Linked DNA regions of Mus musculus: region 1 is linked to region 2. Evidence: chromatin contacts called from public HiChIP or PLAC-seq data. All regions are on one chromosome and are shown on one strand. Each heading gives the region's core, a stretch centred on a gene start, on an enhancer-like site or on the middle of the called end of the contact. The rest is flanking DNA. Distances are from core to core; before and after follow the strand shown. Region 1 overlaps Adgrg3 (adhesion G protein-coupled receptor G3). Region 2 has its middle 22 kb from the start of Gm30968.

Region 1 (7,171 bases), core at 2,065-4,564, 83 kb after region 2:
CCAAGAAGAATGAGGCATCCTTATCCTCCCAACACCCAGGAGGCAGAGGCAGGAGGCTTGCTCCTGAGCTCCAGGCCAGCACAGCTTCTTTCTCAAAACAAACCAGAGAAATATAAACAACAACAAAATAAAACAAGCCATAAACATATTGGAAAGAACATCTGAGTTAAAACCAAGACATTCTTGGTCTAGCGAGGGCTCAACAAGTCCAGGGCATCCCTGCAGAGAGGAAGTTGAGGGTAGAGGTCCAGGGAGCTGGCTGAGCCTCTTATGATGCAGTGCCCTCTAGGTAGGAGCCTCACTGGGCCAAGACATCACCTATGCATCCTTTTTGACAAGATCTAGACCTGGAAGGTGAAAACTGGGGCTTCAGCCCCAACCCCTGGTCCCCTGGTCCCATGAGCATGGATCCATCTGAAGCAGGGAGCTAGTGTATGCAGGCTGAAGCTCTAGGGTGCCCAGGAGGTCAGACACTAGACAAAGAATGCCTGGTGATTTCTGCAGAGGTTTGTTCTAACGTTCTAACTATGCTTGGTTTCTAAATCGCTTCACTGTTGGGCAGGAGGGGCTTCCCAGCCAAGGTAAGCACGAGTCCCCCACACCACTCTCCTCTCACTTCTTTCTGGGACATCCCTCATTGTGCGCGCACGTGTGCACACGTGCGCACACACACACACACACACACACACACACACACACACACTTAAAAGCAGAGTGTGTCTGTACCAATGTAGACATGCTCTACTGATTCCTGTGATGGGAAAACTGGGGCTCCACTGTTAATGCTTGTCCAAGGGACAAGAACATAAGGAGCAGAGGCTGGACTGAGCCAGGTGCTCTGTGCCCCAGCCCTGAGCTAAAAAGTCCTCAGATGCTGTCCCTCCACTTGGCCTGCTACAGTTTTCCTCCCAACTGGAGTGGTAGTGGCATCTGTCTTGGGGCTGGCATCCTAAGGGGGAGTTGGGAGCTGTTGGATCCATGCTTACAGATCCCGAGGCAGGTGATGCAGGGTGAGGACGAGCCTGCTGATGGAGTCCGACTTCCCAAGAGCCTGTTTGGAGCCCTGCCTGGCAACAGGTCTGCAGTCCGGTTGGCCATAACTGTTCTAGACATTGGTGCAGGGAATGTCTTTAAGGTAAGAGGCTTGCTGGGAGCCCAGGAAGCTGCAGTATTAAATGCTCAGGGTCCCTGAGATTGTCTCAAAGGCAGCCAGGTCATCCAAGAACTGCTTCTACAGTCTGTGGCCTGAAGACTATTCTGATACCCTGACATCAGCACCTGCTGACTGTGTATGATGTCCAGGTGTGCACATGCATGATTGTATGTTCTTGCACATGCATACACACACACACACACACACACACACACACACACACACACACACACACCCTTCTATATTCCTGAGTGCATTTAATCAGGTGTGCTCAGATGTGACTGTGCTTACATGGGTAAACATGACTATCCCTTGCCAGTGCCTGCCAGATGTGTGCTCCTGAGGCATGTGCCCATCCATGTAAGTTTACATATATGCTCCCTTGGATCTAGAAGCACTTGTCCCCTAGAGGCATTCACTGGCATTGACCTCATTTCCTGGCTGATCTTAGCCTCAAGCTCTTCCAGTTCAAAGGTGGCTTTTCAGTAAGGTAGTATAGAACCTAGAGGCCAGCCCTGCCTAGCCCCACCCAAGTGTGTTATAGAAAGCAGTAGGAGGAAGGGTGCCTGTGGCCCCTGGCTCCCTGATCCCCTAATGTCCCAGGCTAGGGCATGTCTTAGAGTTACCAAGACCCCTTGATAGGGCAGGTAAGGTCAGCCCATCCCATAGCTAGCTTCCTGCCAATCTCCTCTCAGGGCCCCAAGCTCCTTGAGGACAAGGGCAGCAGCGTGTTGAACAACCGCATGGTGGGTTTGAGCGTGGGCCAGATGCACGCCACCGGGCTGTCGGAACCTGTAGAGATCACCTTCTCCCATGAGCGTCAACCACCTGTGAGTCTTCTGCCTGGGGCCTGGCAGTTACTGTGGAGCATACCGTGCATGAGCTCTGAGAAGCCACACATGGGACCCTGTGCCCTTTACCCTTCTAAGTGCATGCAGAAGAAACCATCTGGCTCATGCAGTTAATGCCCAAAGACATCTGTCTGCCCTGCACACGTGAACACACGTGCCCCCTACACCCTCCCACCCCATGTTCATAAATGTGTGGGGACCTGGGGAACCCCTCTGCATACATGCTTTCCACCCCTGCCAGGCAATGATCCTGAAGACAGGCATGCACGCACAGACAGGCAGACCCTCTTGTGCCATACATGTTGTATACCCTACATGCACAGTGGTCCAGGGAGCATCAACCGATGGAGTCGATCTCCCCATGTAAGCTACAGAGAGCTTCCTCTTAGGGCAAGACCCCTGGTGGTGCCCCGTCTTCTCTTCTCTCCCCCTTTCCTGCCTCCCTCCTCTTCTGACTCCCACTCTCTGGTTTCAGAACGTGATCCTCACCTGTGTATTCTGGGATATGGCTAAAGGTAGGTTTGGAAGACGTTTCTAGAATGAGAAAGGAGCAAGCTTCCACGGGGCAGAGGGTGAGGGCAGAGGCAGGCTCTCCCTCCCTCCTCCTCTGCTCTTACTTTGCTGTGGGCCACAGGAGACTGGGATTCCCACGGCTGCTCCACGGTGCCCGGGGATGGGAGAACTGTCTGCCGTTGCGACCACTTGACCTTCTTCGCCTTGCTGCTGGTAACAGCCCATCCATCCTGATTGCAGTGGTCCAGCTTCTGTCCCTGGGAGAGGCTGCCTGGGCTGGCTGGGGTTTGGGAGATGTGTGGGTCTGGCCCATCAGTGATGTGATCAGAACTTGGGGTCATCTACAGAGGCCGATCTTGGACCTGGCCACGGCACAGACTCTCACTCGCATCTCCCAGGCAGGCAGTGCCGTCTCCATGATCTTCCTGGCCTTCACCATGGTGCTCTATGTTGCCTTCAGGTGAGTGAAGACATCTCCTTTTCCTCCTGCCCTCAAGGAGGTACAGGATAGGGATAAGATGTCTTTGTTCTGTGGCCTCTCATCGTCTTCTCTGGCCTTTTGTGTGCTCTCTGAGAATGTAGGACATAGGGTTGAAGTTGAAAGAGGCAGAAATTCAACTCAGATTGGCCAACACGCAGGGCATGAGTGATTTGTGGAACTAGGAAACTCACATCATGTGGCCTCCAGGCAGGGAAAGAACTAAAGACTCCAGCTGAAGCCCCAGGGATTGGTCCCTCCCTTCACAGCTTGCCCTGGGATTGGTCCCTCCTTTCACAGCTTGCCCTGGGATTGGTCCCTCCCTTCACAGCTTGCCCTGGGATTGGTCTCTCCTTACACAGCTTGCTCTCTCTCCTCTCAGGATGTTAATTTCACCCTGGTGCCTGGAGAACTTCGGGCTCAGGTCCCAGCTCCTTAGATATTCAAGCAAAAGTGAAGCCCCAGAGTTGAAGGCTTTGAGAACAAACATTTCGAAATAATTATAGACTAACTGAAAATTGCAAAAATAGCACAGACAGTCTGTGGTTCCTTCCTGGAACTTCCCCAAGTGTCATGTCGTATGTAACTATAGCATATCATCAAAGCCAGGAAGTTGGCAGTGGCAGAGAATAGCTAAGTAGTCTCAAGACCCCTTCAGCTCCACCACTTTGGAGATCGTGTGTGTGTGTGTGTGTGTGTGTGTGTGTGTGTGTGTGTAGTATGGGTGTACACATGTATATGCGTGTGTGCACATGTGTATAGTGTATGTGCACATGTGCACGCATGGGCATACACATGTATATGTGTGTGTGGTGTATGGTGGGGATATGGATGTGGTGTATGGTGGGGATATATACACATGTATGTGTGTGTGTGGTGTATGGTGGGGATATGGTTTGCAAGGTCCTGTCTAAATAAAACTACATGGCCCAGTGTTCAGAGTAGTCCTAGTTGCAACAGATGGTTGACTATTAGCCAAGTGTGTGGTCCCTGTGGGCACAGGACTCTAGGGTTCATACCCCTGAGATGCTGGGTGTTCCATGTGTGTGCATGTTTAGCTTATGAATACTCAGTTGTTTTAGGGTCTGACTTTGATCACAAGCCAAGGACCAATTGGACCACTATGGTTACAGGGTAGAACACACAGGCTGGCCATTTGACTACTCATGCATTTAAGTGACAAGGGACAAAGCCACTTACTTGTGGCTAAGTGTGGGGAAGGATGCCCCTTCTGGGATACATGAGCTTCTCCAAAAAGAAGCAGGCACAGGAAAGAAACAGGACCAGATAGTGCTGTCACTTGGCTGTCCTGAGCCAGGATTTGACCAAGAAACCCTCAGACCTGCTGAGTTGAAGGAGCCTGTGGGTTCAGCCTCTGCTCATCGTTGCCTATCCTTATCCCCTAGAGCCCAGGCTTACTGGAACCCACCTGGAACATTCTTTTTTTTTAATTAGGTATTTTCCTCATTTACATTTTCAATGCTATCCCAAAGGTCCCCCATACCCACCCCCCCCCCAATCCCCTACCCACCCACTCCCCCTTTTTGGCCCTGGCATTCCCCTGTACTGGGGCATATAAAGTTTGCAAGTCCAATGGGCCTCTCTTTGCAGTGATGGCCGACTAGGCCATCTTTTCATACATATGCAGCTAGAGTCAATAGCTCCGGGGTACTGGTTAGTTCATATTGTTGTTCCACCTATAGGGTTGCAGTTCCCTTTAGCTCCTTGGATAATTTCTCTAGCTCCTCCATTGGGGGCCATGTGACCCATCCAATAGCTGACTGTGATCATCCACTTCTGTGTTTGCTAGGCCCCTGCATAGTCTCACACGAGAGAGCTATATCTGGGTCCTTTCAGCAAAATCTTGCTAGTGTATGCAATGGTGTCAGCATTTGGAAGCTGATTATGGGATGGATTCCTGCATATGGCAATCACTAGATGGTCCATCCTTTCGTCACAGCTCCAAATTTTGTCACCTGGAACATCTTTGGGCTTCCCATTTTCCAGTCCAGGGATCCCTACTGTCCCTCCCCTGTGCCTTTGTGCCTCAGTCACTAAGAAGCCCTGGGCTTCAGCCCCTGGGAGCTACACCCATGTCACCCCTCCTCACTCCCACCCCGCCAAGTACTGGTAGAGAACACAGTCTCCACCCTCAGTGTCAATTCCTCAGTTACACAATTTATCTAAGGAATCTGTCAAACAGTGAGGCTGGCAGGACCCAGCGAGCATCCACAGAGCCCAGAGAGCCACGAAGGGGCTTGTGGATTAGCACCTAAGAGTTTGCACACTGACTCCTAGCAAAGGTGGGAACTGAACGGTCAGGCAGGAGTGACCATGAGGGTGATAGCAGCTGATGGTGGGTGGCACGGGACCGAGGCAGGAAGATGGATCAGCCTGAGCACCACGTATAGGCTGTGGCTCCTCAGGCCTGCTCACTAGCCATTCTTTCCAGGTTCTCTCTGCAGAGGTTCAAGTCTGAAGATGCCCCTAAGATCCACATGGCTCTGAGCATCAGCCTGTTTCTCCTGAATCTTACCTTCCTGATCAATGTGGGGAGCAGCTCCCAAGGCCCCCCAGCCTCCTGCTGGGTCCGAGCTGCCATTTTCCACTACTTTCTGCTCTGTGTCTTCACCTGGATGGGTCTGGAGGCCTTCCACCTCTACCTGCTGGCCATCAGAGTCTTCAATACCTACTTTGGACACTATTTCCTGAAGCTGAGCCTGCTGGCCTGGGGTAGGCACAGGCTGGAGGAGTAGAGGAAGGCTGGAGGGTTTGACAGGGAAGAGCCTAGGGAAGCCCAAAGCTCAAGCAATGGATATCTGGAGGAACAGGAGGCAATCTCCATCAAGGGGACACTGGCAATGCCAACTCGCCCCCTCCCCCTTGTCCACAGGCCTGCCTGTTCTTGTAGTTATTGGTGCTGGAAGTAGCAACAGTTATGGAGTTTACACCATTCGCGACCAGGAGAACCGCACATCACTGGAGTTGTGAGTGGGGCTGAGGGGAGCAGAGGGTATGGGGGCCTTTGGTTTCACTGGAGGGAGGGAGAGGAAGAGGTCGTAGGGAGAGGCCAGCAATGTCAAGGCTGGGAGGATAGCCGGATCCAGTTGGCTTGTGGTACAGTGGGTAAATGGGAGTCTGGAGTCAGAAAGGAAATAAAGGAGGAGGCCCAGGAGAGCCAACAGCAATGGGGGGTGGGGGAGGGGCATCGTCTTGGTCACTACAGATCATCTGGGGAAGTGTCCTGGGGCTCAATGGTCAGGGGTTTCCTCCCCAGCCCCAGCGGCTATCCACCTCCTGCAGGTGCTGGTTCCAGAAAGAGCCTGCTCTTTATGCTACTGTCCACGGCTACTTCCTTGTTACCTTCCTCTTCGGTGCTGTGGTACTGGCTTTGGTGGCCTGGAAGATCTTCACTCTGCCCAGTGTCACAGCGGGCAAAGGACAGGGGCCGACCTGGAAGTCGGTCCTCACCGTGCTGGGCCTCTCCAGTCTGGTGGGCATGACCTGGGGGCTGGCTGTTCTCACCCCCCTCGGCTTGTCTACCATCTACGTCTTCACCCTCTTAAACTCTCTACAAGGTGAGGGTCCGGAGAGGCCACAGGCTGCCTCACTGGCACTAAGGGGCACTGGGAATTGGGGAGGGTGTTCTACAGATCACAGGATTCCATAGAAGCTAGCTCAAGTCAAAACGCTAATTTTAGATGCCTGAGATTCTTATGGGATCTAGGGCAGCAAGGGTGGTTGTTGTCTTGGGGCTAGGATCAGAAAAAGCCACATAAATCAAAGCAGATGTCCCCACCTATTGTTTTAGAGCTGAGTATTGTCTCTTGTCCGGCCTCTGTGACAACTTGTTCTTCTCTCTTCTCTCTTGTTCTTTTCTGGCTGCCTAACATGGCTGCTGGCTCTGTGTTCTGAGTCAGATGACTAGTTCTGTCGAGTTCTAACTAGGAAGGCAGGGTCATGAGATTTGATGTGACATGACATAGAATCCTTAAGAAGCTTTTAAAGTATTTGTTTTGTTTTGTTTTCTGCAACAAAATACCCATTGTCTTAGAGTGTCACTGCTATGAAGAGACAACATGACCAAGGAAACTCTGTTCTAAAGGCCAACCTTTACTTGGGGCTGGCTTACAGTTTCAAAGGTTCAGTCCATTATCATCATGGTGGGAAGCATGG
Region 2 (6,887 bases), core at 2,345-4,844:
GTGAGCAGTCAGTCAGGAGATGCTAAGTGCCTCCCGCCCCCGCAGAGATGATTTTGAAGGAAGATGGCAGGCAGGGGCAGGACCAAGGTTTTGGGTGCCTTGAGGTTTATAGGTTGGCCCATGAAATTGATGGGGTCTGTGCTGGCTTGTCATATGTCAACTTGACACACAAACTAGAGTTATCTGAAAGGCGGAAGTTCACCTGAGGAAATGCCTCCATAAGATCCAGCTGTAAGACACTTTCTATTTTGTTTGTTTGTTTGTTTGTTTGTTTTTGAGACAGGGTTTCTCTGTGTAGCCCTGGCTGTTCTGGAACTCGCTTTGTAGATCAGGCTGGCCTCCAATCCACCCTGCCAGCCATTTTCTTAATTACTGATTGATTGAGGGAGGACACAGTCCTTTGTGACTTGCATTGCTGGGTTCTATAAGAGAGTAGGCAGAGCAAGCCAGGGGAAGCAAGCCAGTAAGCAGCACCCCTCCATGGCCTCTGCATCAGCTCCTGCCTCCTGGTTCTTGCCCTGTGTGAGTTCCTGTCCTGATGTGCTTCAGTGATGAACAGTGATGTAGAAGTATAAGCCAAATAAACCCTTTCCTCCCCAGCTTGCTTTTGGTCATGGTGTTTCATCACCGCAATAGAAGCCCTAACACAAGTTGAAACCCATATAGCAGGGTATTGTTGCAACAGACCTGACTATGTTTCAGGGAGGATTGTGGAAAGACTTTGCAACTTTGGGTCAGAAAAGCCATTATTGAGTGTTGAGGGCTCGCTCCGTGGGCTGTTCTGTGGGAGCTTGGAAGATAAGAGTGTTGAGGGCAATGTGGAGGATGGAAGTCTGGCTTGTGACGTTTCAGAGGGAAGACTAGAGACTCTTATCAGGACCATTTGCTATTTTGAATTGAGATTCTGTCGTTGGGATCAGCTGGGGCTGAAGAGTCTCAGCTATGGTTAAGAAGAGCCCAGCATCTTTGGAGGTAAAATCTGGGAAGTGTTTCCTCAGGGTCAGCACACAGAAGCTGTGCTCCTGAAAGTTGTCCCTCAAGCTGACAGCTGAGATACACTACTCTGGCACTGACAGAGATAGTCTAAGAGTCACCCAGATGGTACTGGTTTTAAAGACTTAAAGGGGCCATGGAGAGCAGCTGAGGCTTGGCCCTGTGAGAGGCCAGGAGCCACCATTGGTGAAGGTGCAGCCTCAGCAGCGGTTGATGGCAGGAATGAAGGAGCCTTGTGGAGAAGACACGTCTTGGCACTATGAAGATTGCCTAACAGAGGCTATTGGTGAAAGTGCAGCCCAGTTGAAGCAGAAGGCCCCAGCTTTTTGGAGATGCCAGTACCATGGGATGTCAGCACCAAGAACAGCATCAGCTGTGGAGTCGAGCCAGCTGGAGCCTGGAAGACAAGCTGTGTGTGCTGCAGAGGGCCGAACTGGAGAAGTGATCCAAGCTCACTGAGGAGCCCAGAAGATCGTGAGTGAAGCCCAGATAACTGGACATTGAGTTATTTATATTGTTGGAGTTTGGTTTTTCTTGGTTCAGATGTGGCTCTGCTCTGGGTCTTCCCTCTTGAAGAAGGTATTTAACTTAATTTTGATTTTTAAAGGATCCCAGCTGAAAGATTTTGAGCTTTTAAAAGAGATTTTTGGATTTTTAGAGAGATTGGATATTTTAAATAGACTGAAATTTTAATGTTTGAATTTGTAAAGTCTGTAGCACTTTTTTAAATTTTATTTATTTATTATGTAACTATATTGTGCTGTCTTCAGACACTCCAGAAGAGAACATCAGATCTCATTACGAATAGTTGTGAGCCACCATGTGGTTGCTGACATTTGAACTCAGGACCTTCGGAAGAGCAGTTGGTGCTCTTAACCACTGAGCCATTTCTCCAGCCTGTCTGTAGCACTTTTAAAGTTATTTAAGTTTTAATGTGAGACCTTGAGAATGAATAAGAAAGGAAAGGTGTGACTTAATGGTGATGTGTTTGAGTGTCAAGTTGACAAGGGGTCAGTTGTATGGCCTAGTCTTATGTCAGCTTGGCACTAACTAGAGTTATCTGAAAGGAAGGAACCTCAATTGAGAAGATGCCTTCTTAAGATCCCGCTGAAAGGCATTTTCTTAATTAGTGATTGATGGAGGAGAGCCCAGCCCATTGTGGCTGGAGACATTCCTGGGCTGGTGGTCCTGGGTTCTACAGGAAAGCAAGCTGAGCAAGTCAGGGAAAGCAAGTCAGTAAGTGGCACCCCTCCGTGGCCTCTGCATCAATTCCTGCCTCCAGCATCCTGCTCTGTTTGAGTTCCTGTCCTGCTCCTTTCAGTTGTAAACAGTGATGTGGAAGTGGAAGGTAAATGGACCCTTTCCTTCCAAACTTGCATTTTAGTCATGGTGTTTCATCACTGCAGTAGAAACCCTGATTAAAACAGGATCCCAGGAGAGAGAGGTAAACAAGTGTTGTGTATGGTGTTCTTTCTCTCCAGGGCAAATAATGACCTTACCCTAAGATGCATATATGTTCATCTATCTATCTATCTATCTATCTATCTATCTATCTATCTATCTATCTATCTATCTATCTATCTATCTATCTCTGTGTGTATGTATGTATATATGCATATATATGTATGTATATATATGTGTGTGTATGTGTGTGTGTGTGTGTGTGTGTGTGTGTGTGTGTGTGTATTCATGCTGATTTGCTCCCTTCATCCTATCCTCTTCAAGACCCTTTCAGAGAACTTCAGGAGCCCACTGACCAGCCAGAACGGTCTCCACCCAGAGCAAGCCTTAGTACCTGTCTCTTGCTCTAGAGCGGTTTCCCCTTGGAGAACTTCATGGTGAGTTTCTACCCAAAGGAGGAGATGTGTCAGGCACAGGGTTAGCACTCAGTGGAAAGTCCCTTTTCACCCAGTCCCTGATGAGGTCGCCAGTGAGGTGGTTGACTGCTGGGTTTAGGTTTGTCCCCGACAGAACCTAACTCAGCCCAGACTTATTGTGTCCTCAAGTCCTCTTTGTCACCACACAACTCTGACATCTCCATGGTAGGGTGCTGAGCCACACCCCTGCAAGAGGCTCAGCTAAGGCCTGCCTATGGAAGTGTGGGTGACTTGGGACAAAGCAGGTTAGTTGTGCAGAGTTGCCACCACTACAGATACTTCTTCTCTGGGTTTGCTACAGTCAAACACAGGACAGGAAATGGATATAAACTCAGATGTATCTCCTGTGAGGCTGTGCAGCTGGCTGAGACAGATGCAAAAACAGAATTCACTGTGATAAGTGATGGAGGGAGGGGGGCGCTTGGGAGCCAGGTCAGGGAAGAGAGCAATGACTAGGTCATTTCTGGCATTTTAATGCTGAGGCAGTGACAAGCAGTCACAACAGCCAACGTAAAACCAAAGGGTGAGGAGCAGAATCCACGTTACCCTCTCACTCAGGCTCACACTAAAGCCCTGTGGTGCCACAACCCTCCTGTAAGCATCCCGGAGCTACTGAACTCTGGACACCAAGAACACCAGCCCAAGCTGTGCCTTGTGGGGTCCAGTGAGGACTGACGAAGTGGGAATGGCATCTTGGAACTCGGCCACAGTCATTGTAGTCGCAGACTCTGACAGAGGGGCACGTGGCCACACAAGCTGCATGGCAGTTACAGCATCCTCACAGACCTGCCATGCAAGGGACTGTAACAGGAATCCCAGCTACCTGGGACCAGAGCCAAATAATACCACAAATGACCACACAAAGGCAGAAGGTAAGAACGGACTCTGACCTCCACTTGCATCCGGTGGCTTCTATGACCACCCCATGCCCACACACATCATCCCTACAACACACACATTAATAGAAAAAACAATTAAAGTAACGGCAAAGTACAAATCCCCAACATCGCCCACAGGGAGAAAAACGGCTTCTGTGAATGCTTCAGCTGGGTGCCTTCTGCACAGCCAAGACCAGGCAGTCTATGGGGAAGCACAGACACACAACCGAATCTCTCGAAACATGCAAAAGGAGGTTTGAATAAGAGTAGCAGCCTGAACTTCCTCAGTCTGGAAACTGCTTGCTCCCAGAAGAGCCGTTTCTATCAGGGTGAAGGTCAACACCTCTCTGGTGTGACGCCCACTCCTGTCACAGGGCTCCTTATAGCTGGAATGGAAGGGCTCAGTCGACAGGACAGGGAGAAGGGAAATACAAGGGCAGGAACCCTAAGTGGCCCACAGTTTCCTCCTCTTTTGTAGGAATGAAACTTGGAGTATGAGCAAATATTTAAACAGTGAGGGGGAGAGCACTAGCGATTAGTGATGAATCATTTAGAAAGGGACTCTCTAGGGGTCGGAGAAATGGCTCTGTGGTTAAAGGCACTTGCTTCTCTCCCAGAAGATAGGAGCTTAGTTTTAGTTCCTCATAGCCACATTGGGCCGCTCCAGGTGCTCTGGCACCCTCTTCTGGCTTCTGTGGGATCCTGCGTTCATGTGGCACATGCGTTGCTCATACAGACGTATAGGCACATATATTTTAAATTAAAAGTCTTTTAAAAACCCAAAGAAATAAGAAATAAAAATGGATCTGTGTGGATGTTTAAAAAGGCACACCTTTAGTGGTCCTTTGTAAGTCCTTTGCATGACTTGATGTCCTTGGGTGGAAGTGACTGTTGCATTGAGAGCTCTCTACTCAGGCAGCCTCTGACCTTGGCTTGCCTTTCATATCATGCTATCACCAAGCAGTCCTAGTGTCCCATGACCACTGTTCTTAAAAGATGTCATCAGGGGTCCTCACTGTCTGGGCTGCAGTGGAAGGTTGTTTATGGTCCCCCTGTCCCAGCACAGACTGCTTGAACTTGAACTTGAACTTGCTGTGTAGCTGAAGCAGGCTTTAAACTCATCCTCCTGCTTCCACCTCCCAAATGTAAGGATTACCCTTTATTTATTTGTTTTCATTTATTTATTTATTTATTTATTTATTTATTTATTTATTTATTTATTTTTGTTTGTTTGTTTTAAGACAGGATCTCAGTAGGTAGCCTTGACTGTCCTGGAACTCACTATGTAGCCTGGGCTAGCCTTGAACTCACAGAGATCTGCCTCTGTCTCCCGAGTGCTGGAACTTGTGAGAGAATATGCAGGGTACATATATTGTTTAACAAAAATAATCAGCAAACCACATGTCAGCACCACCCTTGTGAAGAAAGAGGTGCCACCCTGGCAGACTCTGTCCTCTTTCCACAATGCCCCTGCATCAGAGCGGAGCATTGTTTCAGTCTTTAGAAAAGTCCCCCTGGTTTTATATCAACTTTGCCACCTGTGTCTACATTCCTAAACCATGAAGTATGGCTTTGCCTGCTTGAGAAGCCTCCCTCCCTCCTCCCCTCCCTCCCTCCCTCCTTCCCTCTCTCCCTCCCTCCCTCCATGCCCATCTCCCTACTGTACTGGGGCTTTGTGCATACTAGGAAATGCTACCATTTGGCTATAACCACAGTCCTATTTAGAAAGTTTCTTCTTTTGAAGTCCTCTTTTCCCAGGTGTGTCAAGTTGAAACCAACATTAGCCAACACACACACACACACACACACACACACACACACACACACACTAGAAAACCTGCCCAGTGCTTTGCATGTGGGTTCTTTTGGGGTTTTTTTATGTACTCAGAATATCTTGATGAGGGATGAAGCTGATTTTATCTTCTCGGGTTTTTTTCTCTTTCTTTCTTTCTTTCTTTCTTTCTTTCTTTCTTTCTTTCTTTCTTTCTTTCTTCCTTCCTTCCTTTCTTTCTTTCTTTCTTTCTTTCTTTCTTTCTTTCTTTCTTTCTCTCTCTCTTCCTTCCTTTCTTTCTTTCTTTCTTTCTTTCTTTCTTTCTTTCTTTCTTTCTTTCTTTCTTATCAGTCCTTTATTGTTTTGTTTTCCAGCACTATGTGTGTATGTGTGCATGTGTGTATGTATGTATGTGTGTATGAATGTATGTATGTATGTATGTATGTATGTTTATGTATGTGTGTGTATATGCATGTGTGTATGTATGTATGTGTATATGCATGTGTATGTGTGTGTATATATGTATATGTATGTATGTAGTGTATATATGCATGTGTGTGTATATATGTGTATTATGTATGTATGTAGTGTGTATGTGTATATATATGTGTATGTATTATGTATGTATGCATGTGTGTATTGTGTATGTAAGTGTGTATGTGTATATGCATGTGTGTATGTATGTGTATAGGCATGTGTGTACGTGTATATATGTGTTATGTGTGCGTGTGTGTATGTATGTGTGTATATATGTATGTATATGTATTATATGTATATGCATGTGTGTATATGTGCATGTGTGTGCATGTATGTATGCATGTGTGTGTGTGCATGTGCATGTGTATTGGTGTTAGTGCTGGGAATCAAACCCAGGGCCTTGCCCATGCTGAGCAAGCTCTCTGCCTCCTAGCCTAACCTCTGCTCCTAGGACTCTAAGGTGACAGCAGGCTTCTTTATCTCACGGCAAATCTCAAGGGAAAGTTCTTCTTTTTTTTTTAATATTTATTTATTATATGTAAGTACACTGTAGCTGTCTTCAGACACTCCAGAAGAGGGCGACAGATCTTGTTACGGATGTTTGTGAGCCACCATGTGGTTGCTGGGATTTGAACTCAGGACCTCTGAAAGAGCAGTCAGTGCTCTTAACCGCTGAGCCATCTCTCCAGTCCCAAGGGAAAGTTCTTGATGGTTTCATCTGAAGGTATAGTTGATGAGGTGTTTTGGGGCTTCTTTTCTTCTTTTTTCATTTAAAATGTCAGATTTAGGAAGTTCCGTTCTGTTTCTGATTGCTATTTTTTTTTTTTTAATCTTGAATGGGTTGGGTATGATAGTGAATGATTTTGTTTTGTTTTGTTTTTTTGAGACAGG

What was found. HiChIP or PLAC-seq counts read pairs in DNA pulled down with a chosen protein or histone mark.
Region 1: a contact with region 2 is called in an H3K27ac HiChIP or PLAC-seq map of microglia, with 5 times the contacts expected there. The contact joins two enhancer-like sites. A contact is called at or near these places in 16 of 39 promoter capture datasets (the 3T3-L1 cell line, 3T3-L1-derived adipocytes, the C10 cell line and 11 more), 4 of 15 datasets of contacts at CTCF or cohesin (CD8 T cells, the G1E-ER4 cell line, embryonic stem cells and 1 more), 1 of 484 Hi-C or Micro-C datasets (embryonic stem cells), 11 of 115 datasets of contacts at active chromatin or transcription factors (the 230-238 cell line, the HPC-7 cell line, T-cell acute lymphoblastic leukemia and 6 more) and 4 of 9 other capture datasets (adipose tissue, embryonic stem cells, liver and 1 more).

What each region holds. Positions count from the first base shown.
Region 1 is chr8:95,033,962-95,041,132 of GRCm38.p6, forward strand. It overlaps Adgrg3 (adhesion G protein-coupled receptor G3), which reads left to right. Exons shown (of 12, transcript NM_173036.3): 4 at 989-1,135; 5 at 1,849-1,983; 6 at 2,480-2,519; 7 at 2,639-2,730; 8 at 2,865-2,977; 9 at 5,448-5,728; 10 at 5,889-5,982; 11 at 6,299-6,573. Among named protein-coding and RNA genes, the nearest start is that of Gm51544, 17 kb to the left of the region's middle. Within about 2 kb of position 3,315, at least 139 of the 459 cell types and tissues checked have an H3K27ac peak or open chromatin away from gene starts, as enhancers often do. A contact at or near this core is called in the 230-238 cell line, CD8 T cells, the HPC-7 cell line and 6 more, where this site is marked.
Region 2 is chr8:94,950,912-94,957,798 of GRCm38.p6, forward strand. No RefSeq gene overlaps it. Among named protein-coding and RNA genes, the nearest start is that of Gm30968, 22 kb to the right of the region's middle. Within about 2 kb of position 3,595, at least 104 of the 459 cell types and tissues checked have an H3K27ac peak or open chromatin away from gene starts, as enhancers often do. A contact at or near this core is called in the 230-238 cell line, CD8 T cells, the HPC-7 cell line and 6 more, where this site is marked.